2 separate regions of the Mus musculus genome follow, and region 2 is linked to region 1. Evidence: chromatin contacts called from public HiCAR-type data. All regions are on one chromosome and are shown on one strand. Each heading gives the region's core, a stretch centred on a gene start, on an enhancer-like site or on the middle of the called end of the contact. The rest is flanking DNA. Distances are from core to core; before and after follow the strand shown.

Region 1 (3,135 bases), core at 588-3,087:
CTCACTAGCCTTCAGTCATATCATCTTCAAGAGACACTTCCCACAGTCTGACAATTGTTTATCAGAAAAGGCAATCCACATACTCATTTGCTGGAGTTTAGGAATAAGATACTCATTTCTGGAGATCCCAAGGATTTTGAGAGCCAAGAAACAAAGCCAAGGAAGAACAAATATTTACTTTTTAACATAAATCAAACTTCATAAGGTGCTTTATATGTGAATTATAAAGTTCTCATAACATCTTAAAACAGGAGCTGAACAGAATGCTGCCTTGACTTTGGAAGAAAAAAATGTTTTATTTTGAGAAAGGGTTTCACTATGTAGCTCTGGCTAGCTTGTAACTCATTGTAGACCAGACTGGCCTTGAACTCGAAGATCTGCCTGCTTCTGTCTCTTATCTTTGATGTGCTGAGATTAAAAGCAGGAAATACCACATCTGGCAAAACAAACAAAAAACAATAACAACAACAAAAAACCCTTTTTATCACATATTTTACATAAAGTTCTGCTATTTCCCTTTACTCTGATCATTGGGAAATAAGAGCTTGCTTAGTACTACTTTCCCTAGACAATGAGCTGCCAGTGGTCTATCCTGCTCTAACACCAGTGGGCCGCAATGACCAGCACGGCAAGATACTCCAAGATACACTTGAGGCTCAGGGATGAGGGAGTGGAAAGACTGTAAGCCAGAGGACCAGGACATCTGCTATGACATAGTCTATAATATATATGACAGGAAGGGTGTGTGTGTGTATTGGTGAATCAAGACCCATATCAAGAATAAAAAGACATGACCCAGCCGGGCATGGTGGTGCACGCCTTTGATCCCAGCACTCGGGAGGCAGAGGCAGGCGGATTTCTGAGTTTGAGGCCAGCCTGGTCTACAAAGTGAGTTCCAGGACAGCCAGGGCTACACAGAGAAAAACCCTGTCTTGAAAAAACCATTAAAAAAAAAGAAGAAGAAGAAGAAGACATGACCTATTTTCATGACATGCTGCCTACTTATAGCAGTGAAACTTCTGTTGTGATGCTTCTGGAACAAAAAATAAGGTTTCTTAGCTTTGTGTAGGTGAAAGAACTTGAATACTTTCAAATTCAAAATCAGCATGTAGCAATTTTGAATACATGCTGTCTGTCCCTGTAGTCTCTTCATTTGCAATGTGTCAGTTCCACATTTTTGCCCACTTGCTTGCTCCCTGAAAGCCCAGAACACAAAGTTCTTTCTCTCTTGTGTGCCTTTTGTTCTGAGCATATAATATGGCTGCATATTCAAGCAAATGGTGTGATTTGCTATGTTTAACATAAGGCACAGGAGTGAACACATAAAAGCTACTAAGAAGCTAGATAGCAAAAATGATTACTGTGTAAGGCTGTATTCCCTTGAACCCTGCTGTATGCGCGTGCGTGCGTACGTGTGTGCGTGTGTGGGGCTCTTGGGGTCTGGTCTTGGTGCTTTGATTAAGCCCTGTGAGATACTCCTGGCTAAGACTACATCTTCTCTTCTCTGAATTGCTCAATTAGCCCATCACACTGGCTGATTTTGAATAACCTTGATGCAAGCTAGAGTCACCAAAGAAGGAGCCTCACTTGGGGAATTGCCACCATAAGAACCAGCTGTAAGGCATTTTCTCAATTAGTGATCAAGCGGGGAGGGCCTGGCTGGTGCCGACCCTGGGCTGGAGGTCCTGGATTCTATAAGAAAGCAAGCTGATAAAGCCATGTAAAGCAAACCAGGAAGCAGCACCTCTCTATGGTCTTAGCATCAGCCTCTGCCTCTAGGTTCCTGCCTGATCATCCCCGACTTCTACCTCCTACTTAGGCTGTTTATTTCTTTCAGGGAGTGATGTAATTATTCAAGGGGTGATGTAATTATCTTGGCCCTCTATTCTTTTGCTTGTTTATCTCCCTATTAGAACACAAACTTCAAGAAGGCAGAAACTTGAACCCTTCACATCCCTCATGGCCACGTCTCCATACACTGTGTTAGTACAGTTGGAGCCGATTTCAGCTTTCCATGTGGCAGGCCCTGAGAGGTCTTCACAATGACTAGAGCTTCGTGATGGGCCCTGCTGGCCTCAGAGTTCATGATCCTGCTGAACAGCATGTATATCAAATAAGGTGTCCTGATTAATTGTCATGTAGGCATGTAGGATGTGAAATAGGGACACAGAGCCACGCAGTTTACAATTGGGTTTATATTCATGGAATGTGCTTTCTTTTCTTTTCTTTCTTTTTTTTTTAATGTTTGTTTTATTTTATTTTATTTTATTTTATTTTGTTTTTTCTTTCTTTTTCTTTTCTTTTTTCTTTTTTTTTTTTAAGAGGAACTCAGATCTCATTACGGGTGGTTGTGAGCCACCATGTATTTGCTGGGATTGGAACTCAGGACCTTTGGAAAAGCAGTCGGTGCTCTTAACCACTGAGCCATCTCTCCAGCTCCTCTCTTTTCTTATTAAATTATTTGATAAATGATATTATTTCAATTAATTTTGATGAACTGGAGATGGAAGAAAGCTCTGCTATTTGTTTTGTATTCACCAGGGTATTCCTTTTAAAAAAATAACATTTTAGGTTAGCATAAATAACTATCAGTTTTATCATGGATCTTCATAGATCTTCACTGACTGTTTCCCAACAGGAAATCAACCAGTGACCAAGCTAGTTTAGTCTGCCACAACACAGTACCTTAGTGATTAGGGTTTGAGCTGTCGGACATTTCTTTGCTCTCAGTTTGACTGTTCGAGGTCTTTTTTTTTTTTAAGATTTATTTATTTACTTTATGTATATGAGTACACTGTAGCTGTCTTCAGACACACCAGAAGAGGGCATCAGATTGCATTACAGATGGTTGTGAGCCACCATGGGGTTGCTGGGGAATCAAACTCAGGACCTCTGGAAGAGCAGTCAGTGCTCTTAACTGCTGAGCCATCTCTCCAGTAGGTTCTGGCTGAGTCAGTGTCTGCAGAGGGCTGTTGTGGGAAGCCACATGTGCCGTTGCAGAGTGGCACTGACTACTGCTGGCCACCACGCATAAGTTTGGACAAACAACCAATGTGTACATATGCAGTAAAGTTTTTTGCAAAGACACTGCCTGGCCCAGGCATGATAATGAGGTTCTGTAAGGTACTGAGAGTA
Region 2 (3,073 bases), core at 549-3,048, 400 kb after region 1:
ATTACCTTTCAAGGATTAGGTACAAGGAGGCATCCTCCAGTGAATAAACCTTGAAAGCAATCATTGCCTGTAGACCTTTCTCTAGAGGGGCTTCTAAAGGTGGTTCAGGAAGAAAAGGCAGACTTGGAGAGAGGATCTGGAGAACGAAGAAAATTTAAAATAGAGTATCATAAAGATGTATGGCCTAGAAACAAGATAACAGAAATTCTGGCTTTACACACAAGAGAGTGGGTTCCATGTGAGTGTTGGCAAAGGTGTCCAAATGCACTGCCTTTGTTTGGGTGCAAAAACAAAAATTAGGAATAACTACATTTTTCGTTGTTGTTATACATAGCAAAATTGAAAATTTTGTAGCATACAACCTCAAGGCCACGAGGAGTGGCTTTCATCACCCATTTCTCCACTGTGGGCAGATAAACTGGATGAAGTAACAGCATTGTGGAATGCCCAAGCCGTGCACTGAGAGACCTGACTGCACAGTCACGTATGCAAAGCACATTTTTTTCTCAAGCACACATGGAATCCTTCTAAGAAAATCTGACCATAAATTGGGTCAAACAGTAACAGAGTAAATTTCACAAACCCAGGATCATACACTCTCTTTTTATTTTGAGATGAAATCAGGAGTCAAAATGGAAATTTAAATTTTTTTCTAGAAATTAGACATCATCAAATAGAACCTTTTGATGCTAAATAAATTTGAACAATAATGAACTTTGTGTATGGCAACTTGTAAGACGTTGAAAACATAGACATGAATGAAAACCATGGCACATATATACACAGAGATTTAAAAAGTAGACAATATATATCTCTAATGTGGAAATAGGAGAGAAATATGCAACTTTAAATTTTCGTGTTTAAATATGTAAGAAACAAAAAAGCTAGAGACGGCATGGATAAAGATGGACAATGGGGTTTTTAAAAGCAAATAACTATAAAGCCATATATACTAAAAAAAAGTATATTTGAATTGTTGTGATTATTTTATCTGATTACAATTACTTCACCAAATATCTTGGCAAATTTGAAACTGAGGTAAAATAAGAAAATTCCTGGTCTGGGTACATTGGTGCACACCTGTAAACGCAGCACCAAGGAGGTGAGGCATGTGAATAAGACCCTGCTCCAGCTGCAAAGCAAGAACCTATACAGAAAAGGCCTGGGACGGGCCTTGGTCTTCAGCCACTGAGAGTTCACAAGGCCCTGGGCTCCATCCACTCACAACAATAAACAAACAATTCCTAGAGATTATAGTTTCTAAATTTGACCCCAGAAGAAAGGAAGTCCCGAATGGTCATATAATGAGACTTGATAACAAACTAAACGACTATAGTCTGATGCCAGGAGAATAAAGCAGATACACTCAGGACTTTGGTACAAATATCATTTCAAAAATTAACAAATCAGATCCAGCTTAATATGGAAAAAGTGAAAGCATACCCAAATCCCCTTACGAATTCAAGAGACGTTTAAATTTAAGAGGAAATGTCATTTACCACCAATAGGAGAATGACCACATGGTCCTCATACGGTCACATGGCCATTTGACTCAGAAAGTAGTTGATAAAATTCCTCCTCTCCTCATGTTGGAAAAAAAAAGAGATTATTCTTATTAAATTTACAACCCAAGGGAGATCCCATAGACTCATGGATAGTCTCAACCAGGACTCTCCTGCAAGTTGCCCTTAATTTTGAAACACAGGAAGCACGGATGTTTGTGGCCATCAGCCCTATCCCAGCTGCTCCAGAGTCTTTGGCACACAGAGTCCTCTATCTCTTCCAGGCACTTGGCAATATTTCCCCGCTGTCAGTTGCACGACTTGGCACGTGAAAGCCAATCTTTCCACATGTCCTAGCAACAGAGCAACAGGGCTCTTTATTTACTTAAGTAATCTTCCTTACCGTGATTCTGTAAAGCACACGCGGGCTATTGATCTCATTCATCCTGTTTGTTCATTGACATGATTGCGGTGGGGCTCAAATTTGACTCTTAGGAGAATCGTGACAAGCCCAGGTGTTAGCTCTGAGAATCTTTCTCCTCTGGGTATTTTCCACTGTCTTTAAAAGTCTGGGTAAAAGTAGGCAGAATTCAGAAAATCGACACACATCTCCATTTATGACATAGTTTGGTAGCTTAATTGTGGGCGTGGAGTCATTTCTTCATACTCTCCCCAGGACACACAGTTCTTAGTGATTCAGCTCATCTTTCTATAGAACTCATCTATTGCTTAAGTCACCTGGAAGTTTTTCTTTACCAAACTCAGCTAACCCTGCATGCAGTGCTATAAATGGAATGGTGTTTCTGGCCCAGTTGCTCTGAACTGTTATTATGCGCTGCCAATTCAAATCACAAGTTGCTCTACTTTCATACTTGCCTTTTTCCCCCCTGATGTATATTAAAGTAAGAATATAGTAACCCGTAAGTATGTTCACTGAAGAAACCCTTAATATCATGGTAGGCCACCCTTTGTGCCAGTATTTACTGATTATGTCATTGTTTATAATCTCGAAGGTGGTTGTGTAAGAAGGCTGTGTCTAATTCTGTGACTTAACGTACTTGTGAATCACCCCACGTATCAGCAAAATTAATTCGACACGAGATCATTTCACTAAGGGTGCCTGCTGCAAACTAATACAAACCAGCTGTATTACAAGTCACAAGTGAGTTGATTTGTTGGCCACAATCATTGTACTAAAAAACAAACAACTCTCAAGAAATCAAAGTGGAGGCTAGAGTGGGGGCTAGAGGGAGGGCTCCGTGGTTTAAGAATGCTTGCTGCTTCCCCAGAAGACCTGCGTTCTGTTCCCAGCACTCCCCGAGGGCAGCTCCCAGCCGTCTGTAACCCCAGCTCCAGGGGGTCCGATGCTCTCTTCAGGCCTTCTCCAGGTACTCACACACATGTACCCAGACAACATAGGCACATACACATACATAAAAATAGATAGTTTTAATTAAAAAAAAAGGAATAAGATTGAAACTGTGTTAGGAAAATGGAGAGAAGATTCTCTGTAACACTAACAGTAAATCAAAGTAAAGCAAGCCTCCAATCCTTCCAGATGTTGCTAGAAG

What was found. HiCAR-type assays count read pairs that join an accessible place to other places.
Region 2: a HiCAR-type map of fibro-adipogenic progenitors shows a contact between it and region 1, with 8 times the contacts expected there. The contact joins two enhancer-like sites. A contact is called at or near these places in 15 of 39 promoter capture datasets (the 3T3-L1 cell line, 3T3-L1-derived adipocytes, the C10 cell line and 8 more), 1 of 15 datasets of contacts at CTCF or cohesin (the NIH/3T3 cell line), 3 of 484 Hi-C or Micro-C datasets (bone marrow-derived macrophages, embryonic fibroblasts and nephron progenitors) and 3 of 115 datasets of contacts at active chromatin or transcription factors (embryonic stem cells, fibro-adipogenic progenitors and stem cell-derived neural progenitor cells).

The regions. Positions count from the first base shown.
Region 1 is chr17:7,437,479-7,440,613 of GRCm38.p6, forward strand. No RefSeq gene overlaps it. Among named protein-coding and RNA genes, the nearest start is that of Gm36458, 23 kb to the left of the region's middle. Within about 2 kb of position 1,838, at least 3 of the 459 cell types and tissues checked have an H3K27ac peak or open chromatin away from gene starts, as enhancers often do. A contact at or near this core is called in fibro-adipogenic progenitors, where this site is marked.
Region 2 is chr17:7,838,908-7,841,980 of GRCm38.p6, forward strand. No RefSeq gene overlaps it. Among named protein-coding and RNA genes, the nearest start is that of AU041480, 3.2 kb to the left of the region's middle. Within about 2 kb of position 1,799, at least 24 of the 459 cell types and tissues checked have an H3K27ac peak or open chromatin away from gene starts, as enhancers often do. A contact at or near this core is called in fibro-adipogenic progenitors, where this site is marked.